Linked DNA regions of Mus musculus: region 2 is linked to region 1. A link is a contact called in public promoter capture Hi-C data. All regions are on one chromosome and are shown on one strand. The core of a region is the stretch at or near the end of the contact, and the rest is flanking DNA. Distances in the headings are between cores, read along the strand shown. Region 1 overlaps Stx18 (syntaxin 18). Region 2 has its middle 24 kb from the start of Zbtb49.

What was found. Capture Hi-C pulls out chosen DNA fragments and counts their contacts.
Region 2: a promoter capture Hi-C map of pancreatic islet shows a contact between it and region 1. The contact joins two enhancer-like sites. A contact is called at or near these places in 38 of 484 Hi-C or Micro-C datasets (the 3T3-L1 cell line, the AML12 cell line, the Patski cell line and 23 more), 3 of 115 datasets of contacts at active chromatin or transcription factors (embryonic basal ganglia, embryonic stem cells and neural progenitor cells) and 3 of 9 other capture datasets (adipose tissue, liver and pancreatic islet).

Annotation. Positions count from the first base shown.
Region 1 is chr5:38,115,278-38,119,625 of GRCm38.p6, forward strand. Stx18 (syntaxin 18) reads left to right here. Exons shown (of 11, transcript NM_026959.3): 6 at 808-920. Among named protein-coding and RNA genes, the nearest start is that of Nsg1, 42 kb to the right of the region's middle. Within about 2 kb of position 1,959, at least 40 of the 459 cell types and tissues checked have an H3K27ac peak or open chromatin away from gene starts, as enhancers often do. A contact at or near this core is called in pancreatic islet, where this site is marked.
Region 2 is chr5:38,194,397-38,198,453 of GRCm38.p6, forward strand. It overlaps a transcript of Zbtb49 not described here. Among named protein-coding and RNA genes, the nearest start is that of Zbtb49, 24 kb to the right of the region's middle. Within about 2 kb of position 2,660, at least 23 of the 459 cell types and tissues checked have an H3K27ac peak or open chromatin away from gene starts, as enhancers often do. A contact at or near this core is called in pancreatic islet, where this site is marked.

The sequences.
Region 1 (4,348 bases), core at 709-3,208:
CTGCAGTGAGATGGGTGGTATGGTCTCAGTGCTCCTGCTGTGAGATGGGAGGTGTGGTCTCAGTGCTCCTGCTGTGAGATGGGAGGGGGAGACAGGAAACCACCTGGAAGTTCCCAGAGAAATGAGAGGGACCTACCTCAGCAAAGTAGAAAGAGAAGACATATAGACAAAGGTTGTCTTCTGAGCTCCGTACCTGCACTGCATGCCTGCAGGCACACATGTGCACCTACTAGTGATAAAAAAGAAGTAATACTTAAGTTCACATTTTTAAAACTTGAAGAAAGCTTGTGAAGATCTCTTAAGTAGCAGACATGACTGTGTACCCTATGGTGGGAAAGGAGACCACATTGTGGGCAGAGGTGTATAGGAAGAGGTGAGAAGGAAGCTTAACACAGAGCTTCCTGGCTCAACTGGCTGTTAAAGACTTGTACTTTCATAGTTAAACTATTTCAAGATACTGCACGTGTTCACGTACGTGCAGCACGTGTGTATGTGAGTGTCTTTGGCAGTATTTTTGAATTAGTATAGAAGTACTGCTTACTGTACACCCACTTCCTGGTATGTTGTCCTTTTCCAGGGCAACCTCGGTGTATGCAGATACTAAGCACTGGGCTGTGGCTCGAATGCAGAAGGCCATGTACTGTCAACATGGTACCTTCCCACGAAGCTGGGATGTGTCCGTGTGACTCTTAGAACCCAGTAGAGGGGCCAGAGCAAAAGTGCACAAGTCACACGTGACCCTCTCTGTTGTCAGAAAGGGATCCTGTTTGGGAAGTAAAATAAATAACTTCCAAGTCTTGTCTTTAGATCTAAGCTGGAACCTGAGCCACATACCAAGAGGAAAGACTCCACATCTGAGAAAGCCCCTCAGAACGCTTCCCAGGACTCTGAAGGAAAGCCTGCTGCTGAGGAGCTGCCAGGTATGACTCAGGATAAAAGTCTTGCGTTGCGCGTCTTCCTTCTGACCTGTCCGCAGGAATACGAAGCAGAGAGGCAGCAGCGGTTCCTGACCCGGGGTGGTGAGCATAGACGCCTAAAGCAGAAGCAGCTGAGAGGCAGCAGTGCTCAGTCTGAGGGCCACACATTCACGTGGACTCTGAAGAAGGGCTGCTGTCCTGTGTTCCTGCTGGGTGGAGACCGAGGAGGCGCCATTGAGCCTTCCTGCTAAAGACAGGTGTAAGCCTCCACAATGGAAGTCTGCACTGGTGGCAGGCAGCTACACTACCCCAGCATGGAGCGTGCTTTCTCAGGGGTCTCCACAGCCAGGCAGCTCCTGGGATAAGATGCAAGGATGGATTTGTATTGCTTGTCATCACAGACAGTGATGTTCCTGACAATCCATGCCAAAGAAATGCCTAGTCTGCATCAAATCAGAATGTCACGGACTGCTTCATTATGTGTACAGTCCATGCACCTCTGGCTAGGGATGCACTGCATCCCTGCATACGGTGTAGCAAGCAAGCAGGTTTCGTGTGGCACCGCTCACTGCCTAGCAGCTCACTGAAGCTGTGAGGCCTGCCTGAATGTTTTCTCTGCTGTGTCTGACCACTGGAGGGTCATAGCCTCTTTTCTTTAGAAGACCCAGAAAGGCTCAGAGCCCAGGCTACTTTTCCAGGGTGAAAGCTCTTAAATACTCTCTGGTCCAAGACTCACTGGTGTGTGGCCTGGCTCTCAAGCCCACCTCTCTCTCATGATTCCCTGCATTTCATACGTGTTCCACATGCACGCATCATGGCTCACCACCCTGGAGGATGCCAGAGGCCCCCTGTGCAGTGGGAACAGCACTTTTGGAGCCTTTCATTGTTCCACACATCCTGACTGAGTGACAGGCCTGACTTGCATTGGATCTTTGGGGGTGTGTGCTTTTGTGAGTATTTTAATAGGCGAGGAAGCTAAGAGTCAGAGAAGTTATATAACAGCTCAAAGTCCAGCACTGAAGAAGCACAGCAGCCTTCCATGTGGGTGGTTCTGTTTGCACAGCCTCAGCCTATTCCTGGCTCAGAGCTGCTGAGGTGCAGTATGCAGGGGCTCTGTTTACTTCTGTGCCTGCCCAGGGCTTTCCCACAGTCCCATGGGCACAGCTCCCCAGAGGACAAGATGGGCATCCTAACTCCATTTACTGAAGCTGGATGCAGCAGCCACAGTCAGTCTTTCACCTACTCAGGCTGGTGACAGCAGGAAAAGCCAGTGCTGCCTGAGGGCCTAGAGACAGTGCATCTCATGGAAAGATACCCAATTATACTGCTGACCTCAAACCTACACTGCATGTGGTGCCAGGCCTTGGAACTTCATAGTTAGTGGAAATGGCTCTTCTTTGGGCTCATAGGGAAACAAGTGAGGGAGGTCCATATGCCAGCGCCCTTCCACTGTGGTGCCTGTGAAGGTGAGGAGAGTGGTGGTGTTCCTATGCTCAGCCTTGGACTCCACATGATCAGAAAGTTGTCTTCTGACTGGTTGAGCTGTGAGCAGTTGTGAGCAGCGTACAGGAAACAGAGCACATGTGGACAAGAGCCCCTGGGCCCTACGCTCATGGTGCTCACTGAGCATCACTGTGGCTGTTAAACATGGGAGCACGGAGATCAGCACTAGTCATGGGGCTTGCATTCAAAGGAGACCAAGAGAATGCAAAGACAGCCCACAGAATCTGATGATGCACTTCCATCCACATGGGTGGACACACAGGCTTTTCAACTGAAAGCTAAAAACACACCCAGCTGGAAATGGCAAAGGATCTGAATGGTGGTTTCTTTATTAATTGAAAAAAATTCTAATACAGTATATTCTGATCATGTCTCCCCTCCTCTGACTCCTCTAAGCTCCTGCTCACCTACCCAACACCACATCCTTCCTCTCTGTGTGTCTTTAGAAAACAAACAAACAAACAAACAAACAAACCAAAGTTGATTGTTAAAAGTTAAGAAAACACACACAATCAAATGCAAAATCCCTAAAACCAGAGGGGATGGCAGTTTCTTAAGAACATCTGTGTGACAAATAAGCATCCTAAAGGGCCTAGCATCACCAGTGACCAGGGGCCTCAGAGGGGCCAGTGTGGGAAAGGCCACATGCACGGCGCTGGGGAGGCGCTGGGGAGGCATCCTCATGAAGTTTGCAGCTGAATTCAAGTTTGCCTTTGGAGCTCAGCATGGTAGGACTCCACTGGGCATTCCAAAGCTGGAGTGGGCCATGGTATGGATGATATCCAAAAAGCTCTGACACTGCCAAGAGGTGGCATGGAAGCTGACAGGCTGGACAGTAATCTCTTGCCACAACCCAGACACAAGACCCCTGCCACTGGGGACCGCCTCCAACCCCCATGGAGTGACGAGTGTTCCCGTCACATTTTGGACTCTGCAGCCATTTGGGTGTGTGGGATGGGAGCTTGGTAAAACTTACAGCCTTGAGGCTGAAGAGCTGGTGGAAGGCATTGCTGCCTGAGGTGAGTGCAGCTCCATGTACACTCTGACAGCAAGGTGGGGGAAGCGAGTCCACATACCTAAATGTGTTGGGCCTTTGGGGCCTGCCTGCTGGGTGTTCAGGTGGAAACAGGGTATTGATGGGGTGAGCAGGGAGACTTAGGACTAGGAGCTCGGGGGATCTTGGGAAATAGGCAGTGTGGTGCCCTAGCCTGGGTGCACCTCTGAAGGAAGTGGAGAGGAGGGGAGAAGCAGGCCAGACAGGCCAGGGAAAGACCTGCACCCAGCTTTCATGTGCTGTCTGTTTCCTGGCTATGCTCTTTTTTGTACCTCAGGCTTGATCCTGACAGGGAAAATCCTCCCCTACAGCCAGCTCTCCTTCACATGGCTGTGTCTGCCCTTTCCAGCGTGCCAGTAGAAAGTGTTTCTTCCTGTGTGTGGACATCTGCTAAGTATGCTGCGAGTGACAGTTTTCAAGCCCAGCCTGTGGGGATGTGTCTTTTACTTAGCCTTTCAGTATTTATTTCCTTTTGAAACCTGAGTTGTCACTCACATGAGCATGTTCTGGTACCAAAAAAGATGGTATGGATCTAGGCAAGGGATGATCTACTGTCTGTCATACTCCCTCTGCCACTTGGCACTTGTCATTTAGTCAGCAAGTTCACACTTCTGCTCCTGGTTGGCCTACCTCCTCCAGCATTAAGGCCTTTTCCTTAAACCTTCTGCCTGGCAAGGCTGCATTCTTCATGTCTGTGGTCAATTGTTTTCCCATCTTGGTTTCTGGGTATTCAGATGTGTTTCTCTAGTGAGTCATGGTTGCTGCCCCTGAGGAGCTCGATGTTGCCGGGGAAGATAGGGTTTTAGCTCCTACACGAAAGTAGCGTCCTGGGAAAAACAAAAGTGGGGACAGAGTTCAGCAGAGTGTCCTGGGA
Region 2 (4,057 bases), core at 1,410-3,909, 80 kb after region 1:
AGCCAGCATTGCGACCCTCTTACAGAGGAGGAGCTGAGGCAGGCTCAAGGCACAAGGTCAGTGTCAAGGTCCCAGCACGGAGGAGGCTCACATACGCATCAGCACTGACAAATGTGAAGGACGTTCCTTTGTAAGCGATCAGTTCTGTTTTCCCGTGGCTGCTGAGGTCAGAGTCTTTCTAGGGGCCACTCAAAGCATCCCTCCGCCTCAGACAGGTGCAGGTGAAGTCAGACCATCGGTGGTGTGCAGACACGGAGCAACGCCCCAGGCCTGCTTTGACCTGGGAGATGCCTCTTGCCGAAGTCGGGATGCTCAAGAGGCGTAGTTTGGTTCAGGGGAAGGGATTTTCAAAACTTCCTTTATTTTGTTCTTTTGTACCTCACTGGTCAGGCTCTGGTAGAAGGTGTAGCTCCAGCACGTGGGTCAGGATGACAGGACTTGGGACAGGAAAGGATGGGCTGAAACCCCGAGGGTGCCGTGGCTCACACATGCTCCTGTCCTTCCTCAACTCCTGTCTTGTTGCCATGACAGAATGCCCAAGAAAACGCTAAAGAAGGAAGAGCCTTTGCTTTGGCTGGTGGTCTCAGGGCTTGCTGTCCTTGACGGCAGAGGAGGCAGGGCAACAGGAGCAGAAGGCGGCTGATCAAGTTGCATCCAGTCAGGAAGCAGAGATAACTGCTGGTGCTCAGCCTGCTCCCTCCTTATCCACTCTGGGACTCCAGCCATGGTATTATTGTTTGTATTTACAATGGGCTGCTACCATTTCAATTAGCCCTTACTGGATAATCCCCTATTCCTGGAGGTCTGTTTCCATGGTGATTCTAAATCCCATCAAGTTGACAGCTAAGATGAACTGCCACACTCCCTGACTTTCATGGGACTGGACAGGGAGGCTTCAGTAGCCTCTCCAGGTGGGGATAGACCAGGAATCATTCAAGATGCAGCAAAGTCAGGCCCACAGAGGATACTTTGGCCTCCCTGCCTGTCTTAGGTTAAGGCCCTGGAGGGGTCCAAATGACCGTAGGTTGCACACAGTGCATATGTATTCAGGGTCACCATAGACAAAGGGTTGACCAATATGGTAGCTCCAGGAGCTACAGGTGGTAGTGGGAGGGTTGAGGGGCAGCCCTGTATTCCTCAGCAAGGGTCCCCAGTTGAAGACATAGGGTAGCAGCTTCCCGGGGTTCAGGCATATTCCAGGTACATGATTCCTCCCCACATCATGGGTGAGGCCAGGTATCCTCAGACCTCCAAGTTCATGTTAGGGCAACAGCCAAGAACCGGGGATCCTGGGAGAGCAAGTAATTCCTAAAGACTCTCCTGAGCCTAAAACTGGGCCAGATACTGTTTACTTTTTCTGCACATCCCTGACTCCGAAAGAATTAAGCAATTAACCTGCACACCCATGTGTGGTGTGAATAGTGTGAGACTCTAACACTTTGGTGTTTGAATCTCTGGAACACCAGGAACTTAATTAGTTTGCTGCAACCAAGAGGCACAGATTTGGTGGTTTAAACAACAGGAAAGCCCAATTGATCGCCAGCCTGAGGCTGGAGACCTGGCCATGGCCAGGGCTGGCTGGTTCCTTCTGAGGACTGTGATGGCCAAGTGGCTGTCAGGCTTATGGAGGCATCTTGCCCATCCTCAGATGAAGTTCTTGCTGTGTGCATGTCCCTATGTCCAAATGTCCTTCTAAGACACCAGCCACTGGAGCCTGTCCTTCCTCCAGCATGGCCTCATTTTTTACTAATGACATCTGCAGTGGCCCAGTTTCCAAACAAGGTCACATCCTGATGTGCTGGGGGGTTAGGACTTCAGTGTAGCAATGGCACTCTGTGTGTGTGTGTGTGTGTGTGTGTCCAACCCATGTTAGTAACTGATTTTTTACTTAGATTTCTTGTCAAAATACCCCTGGCCATTTGAACAACTGTCATGGAGGGAATGTTGTTTACCACAAACCCCATCTCTACTCTCCATTTCCCATGACTGTGCCATACATATTATGGGCTGGGTACCATTGAAGGGTGAAGGAGGACATTAATGAACAGAGGTGAGAGTGCCACTCTCCTGCCACCCTCACAGAAACGCAACGGCAAGGAGCACCTTAGCCTTCCATGTGCCCTGCAGGCTCTACTCTGGCCTCCTGGGTCACTACTTCTAGCATGGCAGCAAAGCCTGTGAGGTGAGCACAGTCACCCCATTGGCACCGTGCAGAGGAGGAAAGCGAGGCAAGGTGGCAGCAACAGCCGGACAGTGTCTGACCTCAACTAGGTCAGTTCGCTGTAAGGCCTGTACTGCACAATGCAAACCCAGGGCAGCAGGAGAGAGGGGCAAGAAGGGAGAGGTGTGGGCATGGACACTACGGGTGTCTCTGACTAGGACACCAAACACATCGGGCCTACCCGTATGACCAGTTTAAACCTACTTTCCTTGGTAAAGGGCCTTGTCTCCAGTTTGTAGCAGGAGGGTCATAAATTAGTGCATCAGCACAACTCAGTCCTAAATAAACACTAGCTAGTGCCAGAATGTTTTAACCGCCCTAAAGAGAACCCTGGGCCCATTAAGCATTCACATGTCCATTCTCCTCCCCTGTGCCTGGCAGCTGGCTATCTGCTTTCTGTCTTTCGGGACCTGTCCAGTCTAGATGACTCACACAGAATCGTACAGTCATGTAATACATGCACTACATGGCCTTTTCTGTCTGCTATTGTTCACACAGCTCAAGGTTCACAGAGCCATCTGTTTTCCTCCATACTGGAGATTGAACCCAGGACTCTGGGTATACTAGAAAGCTAGGGCCATACTCTCTCAGTAGCCAGAGTCACAAATAACCAGGACCCTTGGGACTTTGCACCAGGTCAGACTGCTACTGTTGTGTGGCTGCTCCCATGTGCACCCCCCTGGCCAAGTAAGTACAGAGCACCTGAAGTGCCAGGAACTGCTAGGAATATTCCTCAGTCTGACTTGTCCATAAGGGAAATCTCAGTGTGGATACTGAACCCAGAGTTGTAGACGATACCCAGTAAGCTTGCTAAGTAACCAAGCAAATTGGGGTGGGGACAGAACCGTTCTCTCCACACAGACTTGCAAGAGGGCTTGAGGAGGCTAAGGTGCAAAAGTGCCTGGTTCTCTGGCAGGGAAACTCCAAGGATTCCCAAGCGCCCAGGCAGAGCAGCCACAGGCCCTTGCCACCAGGCCAGACCATGTTTCTGAGCTTGTGAATGGTGATGCTGCCATCTGCTGGCGAATCGGAAACTTGCAAGAAAAGCAGCCAAGGCAGAAGAGCACCAGCTAGCTCGCAGTCAGAGACACCATCAAGCTGAAAGAACGCATGCTGGACCAGACATTTACACAGGCATTCAGAACGCTGGTACCGACAGCAATTTTTGGTTCATTTTTCATAGTTTATTTTTTTCAGCATCACTTACACATCATAAAACTTACATATGGCAAGTACACAACTAGTGATTTTTTAAAAAAATAAACTTATTTTGCAGTGATGGCAAAGGGAGTTATATGGTGGACCCTAAGAGTCTCACCCCTGGCACACATGTCCTTCTATAGAGGTTTTGACAGGGAACTATGTCAGTGACAATTTATGACAGAATAAGGTCACTCGGAAAGATGTGACTAAATACACATCTGAGGAAAGTATTTGTGAGGAGCTAAACCCACTAAGAAAACAGTGCTACCTTGTTGGGGTGCTGATACAATACAGCGCAGGGCAGGGGGTCTCACCAAGCCCTAGCTATTGGACTTCTTTAACCTTCTCTGTATGTGTACGGCTGAGTGTTGTGCCTGTGGAGGCCAGAGGAGGGCGTTAGATACCTTGGAGCTAGAGTTAAAGGTGGTTTTGAACATCCCAATGCAGAGCTGAACTGAACTGGGGTCATATAACTCCAGAGAGTTCTGAGAGGTCCAGGAAAAGGGGTCATGGTCTAATAGACGTGTAGTTAGTAGTCCCGGGATATAGGGAGTAGACGAAGAAGAAGGGGAGAGATCCAGGGCCTGGACTCTGGGACATTTAATGTTCAGATGTAGACTGGAATCAGCAAGG